Regions from separate parts of the Mus musculus genome. Here all the other regions are linked to region 2. A link is a contact called in public HiChIP or PLAC-seq and promoter capture Hi-C data. All regions are on one chromosome and are shown on one strand. Each heading gives the region's core, a stretch centred on a gene start, on an enhancer-like site or on the middle of the called end of the contact. The rest is flanking DNA. Distances are from core to core; before and after follow the strand shown.

Region 1 (2,700 bases), core at 139-2,638, 440 kb after region 2:
CAGACCCATGTAACTACAACTCTAAAGCCTTTATTAAATGATGAATTAAAGTATAATCTGCCCCCGGGACTCCAGCTGAAACCTAAGCAGCCACCCTGGAGGCTTCCATCTGCTGTAGGCAACAGAGCAAGCACAGCTATGAGGGTTTCACAGGCCATTGCCTAGAAAGGCACAACCATGGTTGGTTCATACAATCAGAAACTGTTGCTCTCGAGCAGAGCACAATCCCATTTAGCCATGAACCAGCAACTCCATGTGAAAACCTAGTGGCTGGTGGAAAGCCTTTCACTCACCCTTAAGACAGTTTTGAAATAAAGCACAGCTTTGTAAAGAGGACTGCCATGCACAGGGCAGGGCAGGAATTTCTCTCTTGAAAAAAAAAATGTCACTGAGAACTGCAGCGGACCTGATGCCATCAGGGAGCCCCAGGCTGTGCTGTTGAGGGTAAGGGGCCAGGGCTGTGAGAACCCATGGTGAAGAAATAGGAAATGGCCCGTCCATCTGTACCCAAAGCATGGACATAACATGACACCAGGGGGCTTGCACAAGGCTCTGCAGTTCTTCCATGAGAAACTGTCATTTCACAGATTAGTATGTGAATGCGAGACTCTTAACACATATCAGAAGCAAAAGCAGGCGCGTCAGCCTCCTACACAATTAGTCTTCTCCCTCTGCGGTTACATAAGATGATGGATTATCTGTCCACCCATCCAACCTGTCCGAGCTCGACCTCCCACTTTGGGCCACGTCCATTAACACTCGTAAAGGAGTTGTGGAAAGGGAAAGCCTGTTGAAGAGAAAGTGCCCAGAGGCTGGCATAACAGCACCTAGAAGAGCCCCACGGTGCCACCGCGCCAAGCAAGCGCAGGGCGACCGCCCGCAGCAGCCTGCAACCTCCACGCCGCCCCCGCTCCTTGTTCCCCTCACTCTGGGATGCAGCGGACCAGGCCAGATCGCAGAGCAGCCCAGGCCCTGAACATCTCGGTCCCTCCGGACGCCAGGACAGACAGGCGTACTGAGGGAGCGCGCGGGGGCTGAGCGGCGCCGTCGGGGTGGGGGCGTCCACTCGTGCTCGGGGACGGCGCGGGCCGCGGCGGGCGTAAGGACCCTGGGCGGGCGCGGCCACCTGTGACCAACGGAAGATCGGTCCACCACACCCGCAGTCCGGGAGCCGGTGCCCTGCTCGGGCCTGAAGACCTAGGGGCGACTCGGAGCCGCGCTGGAAACTCACCTTGTAGACATTTTCCGTGAGCCGGTGCATCTCCTCCGAGCGTGAAAGCGACATGGTCCTGGGTCCCGGCTACACCACAGACCAGAGCAGGGGCACGGGTGGCGGTGAGGAAAGCGACAACTGCAGCAACAGGAAAAGGCGCGCAGACCAGGACCACAGAGCGCGGCGCCCGGCGGCCGCTGCTTTTATAGCCGCTGAAGGCCCCACCCCACAAAAACCCCGCCTCCGGGCCCCGCCCCCGCCGCGCCCGGATCACCGCCCCCGGCTGTCCGCCCCCGCCCAGCCTAGCCGCTGCTAGGCAACCGCCAGGCCCGCTCCTGCGCCGTCTTTTCTATTGGTAGATTTCGGAGGCGGGGGCGAAGGGCGGAGCTAGAGGAGGGACTCGGAGGCCGGCTCCGAGCGGCAATTGGTCGGCCGCTGGGAGGCGGAGGCGCGGCGCGCTGAGGCCCTGGAGCTGCCTGAGGGGGTCGGAGCGACAGCCGGGCTGGGGGCGGAAAGCGGGGGCGGGGTGGCGCAGGAAGAGCTAGCGCGGGGTGTGGGCGGTGCGGGTGGCACCGGCGCGAGCGCGCGTGGAGGCGGCACTCGGGAGGCAGCGATCCGAGCTGCAGGCCCTCAAGGGTCCCTCAGGAGTGCGCGACAGGGGCCGGTGGCTCCCGCGCTATTGCAGGTGAGTCGGCGAGGCGTGCGTCGACCCTGGACGGTCTTCCGGAAGGGAGGAAACCCGGAGCCGGAGTAGGTGGAGACGGAGGAAGGTGCTGAACTCTAGCGGGAGAACCCTGAGCCCTGGAGGCAGGATCGGGACAGGGTGGGCCCTGGGGCGGGTGCTTGTGGTGGACTGGTGCTGAACGGAGGGTGGCGGCCGACAGTTGGGTCTAGAATTCCGGGAAGAGGACCCAAGAGAGGAGCGAGGGAGACGTGGAGCGAGTTCCATGGGGTGGTTCGGAAGGGAATTGGGGCGGGGGCGGGAGTTGGGTGGATAGCTCCGGGGGAGGAGCCTCTCAGCACAGCTTGGAATTGCCCAGTAGCTGATGGTTTAAGGAAGGGTAAGGCTTGGCTGAGAAAACTGACCAGGTTGGCACACGGGGTTCCAACGCGGTTCCCTTTGAAGAAATATTTACATCAATTAGACGAACAGAGAGGAATTATTTGCTTTACATTGTAAAACACCAGAGCTGAATGTTTCCTTTTAATTAAACATAACACTCCAGCATCCATTTCCTGGACAGCTGGTTACACCACTCCAACAACCCAGAGGACACAAATCCAAGGCGCGGCTGTCAAGCCTCAGCAGGGGACTCAGACGGCCCCTATTCACTTTGCTACATGTGTAAGGAGAAGGAATTCAGCCCACTGTCCTCTGTTTCCTTGTCGTCTATGTACATCTCTGTGTACATCTCTGTGTATCTGTCTTTTCTTGGGTTCTTCTTGTGACAGAAAGCCAGCTTAAACTAACTGGCTGTCAAATAAGG
Region 2 (2,700 bases), core at 98-2,597:
GGTTAAAGTTGGTTTTTGTTTTTTTGTTTTCACTTAATTTACAGCTGGGCATAGTGGTCTGTGCCTTTATTCCCAGTACTCTGGAAGCACAGACAGGCTACAACTATAAAGCCTAAGAAATAAATATTTGGGGCTGGGGGGTGTCCAGTTCCAGACAGAGCTTTTTGTTTTTTGTTTTGTTTTGTTTTCATAAGCGTTGCTGTTGTAGAACTAGCTTTGTAGACCAGCCTGGCCTTGAACTCAGATCCACCTGCCTCTGCCTCCTGAGTGCTGGGATTAAAGGTGTATACCACCACACAGCTTTTATTTATTTAATCGTATGCTTTTGTACACATAAATACCTTAGTAAAAGATGTAGGAGCCCCTGGAGCTGTTGGGGGTTGTGAGCTTCCCTATGTGGATGCTGGGAATCAAACTTGGGTCTTCTGCAAGTACAGCGTGTGCTCTTACGGCTGAGCCGTCTCTCCAGCCCCAGGATGTTGTTCTGACATCTACACTAGGGTTACACTATGCTCTCTAAGTTCACAGGACGTTTTGTGCCTGGTTGTGACCCCACACACCTTTGTAGATTTGTCCGCTGTAATTTTCAGATGAACGTTCTTTTAAGAGTCAAGGTTGCCTGCGCTGGCTCCGAACTCAAGTATTCCTGCCTTCAGCCCTCCGAGTAGCTGCCACTTCAGAAGCATAGGCAGTGGTGTCTAGTTTCTGATGAGTGCTCTGGAAGAGTAGTATTTCATCTTGTACTTGGAGCCTCATTCCAGGGTAGGATTCTCCGCCTGCTCCCTCAGGGAGCCCCAAGAAGAGCTGTCATTGAAGAAAATGTGGTTTCCCTTAGACCCAGCTCATTAGGGTTTTCAGCATCCTCTGCTGTAGAATCACATCCTGCCGCGTTCATGAGTGGAGCAAAGGCTCTTCTGGATGGCTGGCCTGAAGCACCTTTTTCCCTATCAAGGGACTGAATGGTGTGCTGTGCCACCCTACTCCTGAAACCCCGTGCTATACGGGTGGTGCTCTCAAGTGCTGTCACAAAACGGTGCCAGGGCAAGTGCTGCATACAAGCCTTGCACCAGAGCAACCTCTGCTCAACAGGTAGGTGATCCGAGGCAAGGGCCCTGACGCGGGCCCCAGTGAACTTGCAGGACTGCATTATTTGGCTACCCTCTGGCTTTGTGCCTCCCGTTGTGGCTCTTTGCTAAGCCACGGTGTTTGGGGGCGTTCCCGCCCTCTAGCGGACCGTAGAGCAACTGTCCCCGCCCCTGCAGCAGGCTCCGGCCACGCCTCCGCAGCGGCCGCTTTACGGCGGAGGCCGCGCCGCGCCGTGGGCGGCCGTAAAGCCTGGAGGCGGCACCGCCCCTCCGGGCTGAGCTCTGGCCCGGCGCCCGCAGGATGGCGGGCGCTTCCTCGCGCGTGCACTACCTGTCGGACTTCTGCTGCCCGCTCGGAGGCCGAGCGGCGGGGAAGCCGTTTGTGCTGCGGCATGAGGCTGAGGTCTTTCTGTCCACCGGACGCGAGTTCGTCTATGTGTATGACCAGGAGGGCGGGCTGCTGACGGTGAGCGGAGGGCGGGAGGGCGGGCGGGCGGCGCCGTTCCGAGGTGAGCCGGGGCCGCGTGTGCCCTCGCCTGACCTCGCTCTCCTGGCGCCCAGGCGGTGTACCAGTTTCCCGACCAGGTATGGCACCTGCAGCTCCTGGCCATCCGCAGGGCACTCTACGTCCTGTGTGCCCGGACTGGCATCTACTGCCTGTCGTTGGACTCGCTGGACAGGTGAGGGGGCGTGGCCCCACGCGGCCGGCCAGTGACAAGTCGGGTCCCCAGGGAGGCCGGCTTTCATGTCCTCCTAGTTGTGAGAGGTTTGTCCCAGTAGTAGTCCCTTTGACGGCCACTGACAACACACTGGGGTAGGAAGCAGAGGACTGCGGTCTAGGCCGCCCATTCCCGCTCTCTAGTACCTGTGCATATGCAGGCGTGGCAGTTGTGTCTGCTTTTGTGAAGTTCTTAGCTGTTGAGGCTCAGGTAGTGAAGTCTGCAACCAGGAGCACCGCTATCACTGCCCTCCGGTGCCTGGCAAGACCTCTTGGAAGTGGGTCTCAGAAGACGGTGTCTCTGGCAAGCAGTGAGTGGCAAAAGCTCGTGTCCCTTGGCTTGTGCTGGAAGAACTCACCGTGCACAGCCCAGGCAGCCTTGGGAATAGTTCCCAAGCTGCCTCGATCTGCAGAGCTATGTTTCTGGCTGATCCTGTGTCAAGCGTGTGTGTGTGTGTGTGTGTGTGTGTGTGTGTGAGAGAGAGAGAGAGAGAGAGAGAGAGAGACCTACCTGCTGAATGGCCTGTGATGTCTCCTGCCTAGCCTACTCAGAGCAAGTCAGGTTACTGCTGAGCACGGTGTGAGTCTACCCCACCCAATACTGACTATGCTTCCATTGTTCCTGAAGGTCTGGGAGCCAGGCCTGTGAGGACAAAGAGGAAGCGGCTCCCCCCTACCCTGTGATCCATGTGGACCCGGATGCGTGTGTCCTCCCTGACGCTGCCCTCTGTGCCTTCACCGTGCTGGATGATATGCTGGTCACCCTGGCACAGGGCCCCACCCAGTGGAAGATGCAGCTGTTTGAGCGTCCCTGTGCAGGGGAGGAGCCTCTGCCCAGAGGCCAGATTGGTGAGGTGGAGTTGTCCACTTGCACCCCACCAGGTGGGGTGCCAGAGA
Region 3 (2,700 bases), core at 176-2,675, 410 kb before region 2:
TTCCCGAGGGAGACTTGGGGCCACAGTCTTGACTGCTGTCCCAGAGGCTGGGAAGAGACAACAGGGGTGGATTAAGGATCATCAGGTTCAAGCTCTGCCCCGGGAAATGGAAACTCAACAAGTGATGGATGCTGGGGTAAGAAAAGGGTAAGTGTCAGCGGCAAATACAGCTTTGCTTCACACTGACCCAATGGGGCTGTGCCCTATGGAGAAGCAGGTGCAGGGTCTTAGCACTACCTGAGAACCCAACACAGGTGGGCAAATGAAAACCCAGTTTCCTGGCTTAGAGGGATGTGTCTAAAGTAGTTGCTAAAAAGCATCAGCTGTCCTAGGATATACACCATAGCGGGAGTCTGAGTTGGACCCCTCAACATGTCCAAGTCACCAGGAGTCCCCCGCCACGTGGGATTCATACCAGGGTGGGATTCTCCACCACATAGTTGACATCAGGTGCGTTCTGCGGATCTTCCTGCGGATCGACATCAATCTGCATGGGTTCCACGGCCCCCTGCAATACACGAAGAGCAGCTTGACACAGGGCACCAGGGACAGCAGAGGATGTTCCTGTCCCCCACGGTCGCTTCTGCCCTCGATTTTCCAAGGCAGAACTGCACTGGGCCCCCACAGGTGCTGGCAGCCAAGCGCCCTCAGCTCTCCCACCCAGGTCCTGCGCACAACTCTTGAGACTGACTGCGGGAACCATCAAGCGTTCCGGGCCGCCATCCCGACCCATCTCCCTCCAGGCCACAGAGATCCAAACAGATTGTCACCCTATTTTCATCAATCCAAAGAGCCAGAGCAGACTGGCCACGCCGCGGAAGGGGTCGGCGCATCCCGGACTCCAGGGCCCAGGGCCTCAAGCGCCGTCGGGAGAGCCGCTCCCGGGCGGGCGCGCAGCCGTACCTCGGAAAGCAACGTGCAGGCCGACAGGCTGGCGCTCAGGCTGTAGTCGCCCGCCGTGCCGGGCCGCAAGTCGGACCTGCTGTGCGCAGGGCTGCGGCTCAGGTCGGAGGCCGACGACGAGGCCGAGCTGGGCGCCGGGCTGCCCCGCATGTTGGCCTGACGCGCCTCTCTGCGAGGCCGGCACCGCACGGAAAGCGTTGGCGCGCGAGGCGGGGGCGGGGCGGGGGCCGGGGCCCAGGGCGGCCCGCGAGGCAGGCGACGCTCGCGCGCCCAGGCCAGAGCCGCCGGCCCCGCCCCGCCCCGCCCTGCCTGCCGCCGGCCCCGCCCACCAGGCCCGCTCCGGACCGAACGGCCACGCGGCGAGCGCAGCCACCAAGCCCTACCTGCAAGTTAAACACCTGAACCGGCAGCGGCATCTTCCACCCCCGGCGCCGCGGCGACGTTCGCTTCCGGGGCGGCGCGTCCGTCAGTTCCGGGTCAGGGCTTGGGGCGGGGTGCTGTCACTCTTAAAGGGGCCGCCGCGGTCGCAGGCGGGCGCCCAGCGCCCGGGCCGGGGCGATCGCATGAGCCGTGCGCGGCGGGTGTTGTGCCGGGCCTGCCTCGCGCTGGCCGCGGTCCTGGCTGTGTTGCTGCTACTGCCGCTGCCGCTACCGCTGCCGCTGCCTCGCGCGCCCGCACCGGACCCCGATCGGGTCCCGACCCGGAGCCTGACCCTCGAGGGAGACCGCCTGCAACCCGACGACGTCTTCATTGCAGTCAAGACCACTCGGAAGAACCACGGCCCGCGCCTGCGGCTGCTGCTGCGTACCTGGATCTCACGAGCCCCACGGCAGGTGCGCGTCCCGTCCCCCGCCGCGCAGGGTCCTGGATTCCAGGCTGGCGCCCCTGGTCCCCGGGCTCTGCACCGACTCCCCGACCCACTCACGGCGTTTTCTCCCACAGACGTTCATTTTCACCGATGGAGACGACCCTGAGCTCCAGATGCTGGCAGGTGAGATGCTCCCCTGGCCTGAGTTGTAGCTACCAGGGCCATTCATTCCTGCGTCGGGCACTTGCCTACTGTCACACAGCTAGTGGAGGGCAGAGCCAGGACACCCATCCACCCTAACCCTAACCCAGATCCCCACCCTGCCCCCAGTTCCCGACAGGGTGCCACGCATGGCTAATGTCACCCAGATTCCCCGAGGAAGGCTCAGCCTGCCAAGTCTTGTCCTGTCCCACCTGTGCTGTTCTAAGCAACTGTCATCTGCTTCAGAATGAGGGCTGTGCTCAGTGGCTGGACAGGCCTAAACCTGAGGAGGCAAGCTAGAAGTCAACACTCACCACTCACGTATATTCCCGTATGTCCCGTGCAGGCGGCCGCATGATCAACACCAATTGCTCTGCTGTGCGCACCCGCCAAGCACTGTGCTGCAAAATGTCGGTGGAATATGATAAGTTCCTAGAATCTGGACGAAAGTAAGTAACCTCACCTGTCAGAGAACCAGGACTGAACGATGTGGAGGCTCCCACCCAAACTGGGGGGGGGGGGGCCTCAGTGCATAGACCTCTCCCTCCACCTTCAGATGGTTCTGCCACGTGGATGATGACAACTACGTGAACCCCAAAAGCCTGCTGCACCTGCTTTCCACCTTCTCTTCCAACCAGGACATCTACCTGGGGCGACCTAGCCTGGACCACCCCATCGAAGCCACAGAGAGGGTCCAAGGCGGTGGCACCGTGAGTGCTGGGCTAACATGCTCCTCCCTGGGGCTGACCCAAGGAGCACTGAAGAGTGAGAAAACCCTAAGGCAGGCA
Region 4 (2,700 bases), core at 8-2,507, 270 kb before region 2:
CATGTTCGCTAAGTCCCCAGCATCCTCACTGTTCAGTAGCTTTCTGCCCTCAGCATCACATCCAACCTAAATTTCAGAGGTGCTAGAGAAGGCAGGGGAAGTGAGAGCTAAGACTCAAGAAGAAAATGGGAGAAGGTTTCTGGGGCTCCCTAGATGACAGAACTGTCTTTCTTTGTTTTAGGAGTGATGTTTATTATCACTTGGAGAAAAGCATACATTTAAAAAATTTAGTTTATTTTAAGTGTTTTGCTTGCATGTACGCATGCTCACCTTTGCATACCTGGTGACTGAGGGGTTCAGAGGCAGTGTTAGATCCCTAGAGAGGAATTCTGGATAGTTAGCTGCCATGTGGGTACTGGGAACAGATTCCAGGGCCTCTGCAAGAATAACATGCTCTTAAGCACTGAGGATTCTCTCTAGTCCTGGGAAGCATCTCAAGTTGGGAGCTGAGTTTGGGAAACTGAACTTCTAGGCTTTGTGCATAGACTTGAGCTGTCAACTTGGCACAGCTCTTCTTCTCCAGCTCTTCTCTTTTTAGAGGTTGAGTATTGAACTAGCCATCCACACAGTGAACACTATCACCACAGAGCAGTCTCCTCGTTTGGGTGGTGGTCATTAGGGCCAAGAAGAAGGGATGGAAATTCCTTCCCCAAATCTTGCAGGCTGGAAACTTCCTAGTGATTTAAAATTTACTTTTCTAAAGCAACTTGTCTTTATCTAAGGAAACAAACAAAACAGAAAAAAAAAAAAATAAGCAAGCCACCTCTAAGGGAGTTGGGGAGTGGGGTGAGGTGGGAAGGTGAGGGGTAGGCACTGGAATCAAATGTACTTTAGCAGAGTGTGAACTCAGACTGCTCTGCAGCTTCAAGACCAGCAGATGGGCCTGAAACTCCTCTAAGAGGTTGCGGATGCCCAGAGTACAATATCTCTAAAACCCTTAGTTGGAGAGCTGAGGTACTGTAGGATGGAGGTGGTTTGGGAAGTTAACGGGCCTGTGGCTGCAGAAGGTACCTAGCTTTCAAAAACAAAAACAACACTTGCAAAAAGACAACAGAGGAGGGACCCGTGGCTTTTGTGAATACTGACTTGTATTCGCAACTACTGCTCACCTCAGGGAGGGAGCAAGGAGGAGCGTCTGTCCCTGCCCTGTGTATGATGCAATGCACAAGGCTCCAGCTGCAGCTCTGGATTGGCTAGCTCTCTCACAGGGCGCACAGCTCATTGGCTGAAATGAAGTGAGGGCGGGGCCGGTGGGCGCGGGTGCCGCGTGGCGAATGCAAGAAGGGCTGGGCTGTCTGTTGTGTGTGTACCCGAATATCCACGCTGTGGGTAGCGGGACTTGGGGCTTCGGGGATGGAACTCCTGGAATGAAGGCTTAGGGGCTGGGGCTTCTGGGAAATAAGCTGGAGACTTGGATGTTGAGGGTTCGCTGGATTCCTGACCCTCCCCTTCAATCAATCTCTTTCCTTTTGGCTCCCTGAGCCCTTTGCAGAAGGCTCAGAACCTTCAGCTGCAGACCAGGCATCCTGGCTCTGGGCGGCGGGTGGTAGTGGTACGGGGTGTCGGGGTACCTGGGACAACTTCCCAACCCGGCCAGCCGAGGAGCAACATAGAAATTAAGCAGGCTGGGGTGGGGGTTGGGGAGCACCTGGCTGCTAGGAACGGCCAGACTTGGTATTACCCACCCGACGTCTCTCTTTCCGTCCTGTCGGTACAGTTCTCTGCTGCCCTACAGAGCCGGCGTCAGCTGTGAAAGTTGTGGGTCGTGGACCTCCAGACATGAGCGTAGGCTTCATCGGGGCAGGGCAGCTAGCCTTTGCTCTAGCCAAGGGCTTCACAGCTGCAGGTAGTAAATTCTGCTGCTGCCAGGGAGGGTGCTAGCGTGGAGTGTCTGTGTTAGTGGCCTCAGTCCTTTGGGAAATGACAGCTGCCATATGTTTGGGGTTGCTTCCCTAAAGGAGGTGAAGGATGCTTCAGCTGTCTCCCTCATAGGAGCTGAGAGGCTAGAACTAGCTTTGAGGGAGGAATTCTGTCCCCTACAGGTGTTCTGGCTGCACACAAGATAATGGCCAGCTCCCCAGACATGGACCAAGCTACGGTCTCGGCCCTCCGGGTAGGTGCCAGGTGAAAGCAGATTGAAAGCCTGAAGCTCTTTAGAGTTGGGTCTAGGGTTAGTTTTGCTGCACACCTGACTCCAGTAGGAGACACAAATCTGCCATTGGGAACCCGCAGGTACTGCTCCCCTGCCCTGTCGTGAATACAGCTGGTAGGAGAGAGTGCTAGTCTGGAATGGGGTTACCTAGATGGGGGTTATGGAGGCCTCCGGAAGGCCAGGCAGCATGGAGATCAAACAGTTGGCTAGGGTGATGATGATGGATGACACAGTTTCTGTTTGGTATGGCTCAGCCAGGATTTTCAGGCTAAGGATTGGGGGATGGGGGGCCAGGCTCCCAGCTTGAGACCACCACCCACATCTGGAAGGCAGGCAGCTGCAGAGACTGCTGCCCGAGGTGGGCTGGGCTGGGCTGGGCTGTGGTTTAGAAGTCTGTGATGTCCCTTTTCTACTTCAAAGGGGACCTATTCCAGGGCATAGTGCCTTTCCCATCTCACCCAGCAGCCTCTGGGCCTCACTACACACAGGGCTCTCAGCTTTGTGGGCAGATAGATGGCCCATGAGGCAAGCTGGGTCTCCTTGCACCC

Evidence for each region. HiChIP or PLAC-seq counts read pairs in DNA pulled down with a chosen protein or histone mark. Capture Hi-C pulls out chosen DNA fragments and counts their contacts.
Region 1: a contact with region 2 is called in an HNF4G HiChIP or PLAC-seq map of pancreatic cancer cells. The contact joins the promoter of Baiap2 here to the promoter of Faap100 in region 2. A contact is called at or near these places in 4 of 39 promoter capture datasets (cranial neural crest, frontonasal cranial neural crest, liver and 1 more), 1 of 484 Hi-C or Micro-C datasets (embryonic stem cells) and 2 of 115 datasets of contacts at active chromatin or transcription factors (memory CD8 T cells and pancreatic cancer cells).
Region 3: an HNF4G HiChIP or PLAC-seq map of pancreatic cancer cells shows a contact between it and region 2. The contact joins the promoter of Rfng here to the promoter of Faap100 in region 2. A contact is called at or near these places in 9 of 39 promoter capture datasets (the C10 cell line, cranial neural crest, embryonic stem cells and 5 more) and 2 of 115 datasets of contacts at active chromatin or transcription factors (pancreatic cancer cells and stem cell-derived neural progenitor cells).
Region 4: a promoter capture Hi-C map of adipose tissue shows a contact between it and region 2. The contact joins the promoter of Pycr1 here to the promoter of Faap100 in region 2. A contact is called at or near these places in 3 of 39 promoter capture datasets (cranial neural crest, embryonic stem cells and pre-B cells), 1 of 484 Hi-C or Micro-C datasets (embryonic stem cells) and 3 of 9 other capture datasets (adipose tissue, liver and pancreatic islet).

Annotation. Positions count from the first base shown.
Region 1 is chr11:119,941,780-119,944,479 of GRCm38.p6, reverse strand. Baiap2 (brain-specific angiogenesis inhibitor 1-associated protein 2) reads right to left here and starts at 1,388. Exons shown (of 14, transcript NM_130862.4): 1 at 1,232-1,388. The coding sequence starts at 1,285. It overlaps Gm11767 (a long non-coding RNA gene), which reads left to right and starts at 1,386. Exons shown (of 5, transcript XR_001780400.2): 1 at 1,386-1,898.
Region 2 is chr11:120,377,393-120,380,092 of GRCm38.p6, reverse strand. Faap100 (Fanconi anemia core complex associated protein 100) reads left to right here and starts at 1,347. Exons shown (of 10, transcript NM_027980.2): 1 at 1,347-1,551; 2 at 1,647-1,765; 3 at 2,432-2,700. The coding sequence starts at 1,387. It overlaps Nploc4 (NPL4 homolog, ubiquitin recognition factor), which reads left to right. Exons shown (of 17, transcript NM_001195023.1): 17 at 1-295.
Region 3 is chr11:120,782,929-120,785,628 of GRCm38.p6, reverse strand. It overlaps Rfng (RFNG O-fucosylpeptide 3-beta-N-acetylglucosaminyltransferase), which reads left to right and starts at 1,425. Exons shown (of 8, transcript NM_009053.2): 1 at 1,425-1,736; 2 at 1,846-1,894; 3 at 2,259-2,361; 4 at 2,469-2,622. The coding sequence starts at 1,467. It overlaps Gps1 (G protein pathway suppressor 1), which reads right to left and starts at 1,129. Exons shown (of 14, transcript NM_145370.3): 1 at 904-1,129; 2 at 416-508. The coding sequence starts at 1,053.
Region 4 is chr11:120,642,305-120,645,004 of GRCm38.p6, reverse strand. Pycr1 (pyrroline-5-carboxylate reductase 1) reads left to right here and starts at 1,257. Exons shown (of 8, transcript NM_001348222.2): 1 at 1,257-1,325; 2 at 1,718-1,846; 3 at 2,043-2,113. The coding sequence starts at 1,780.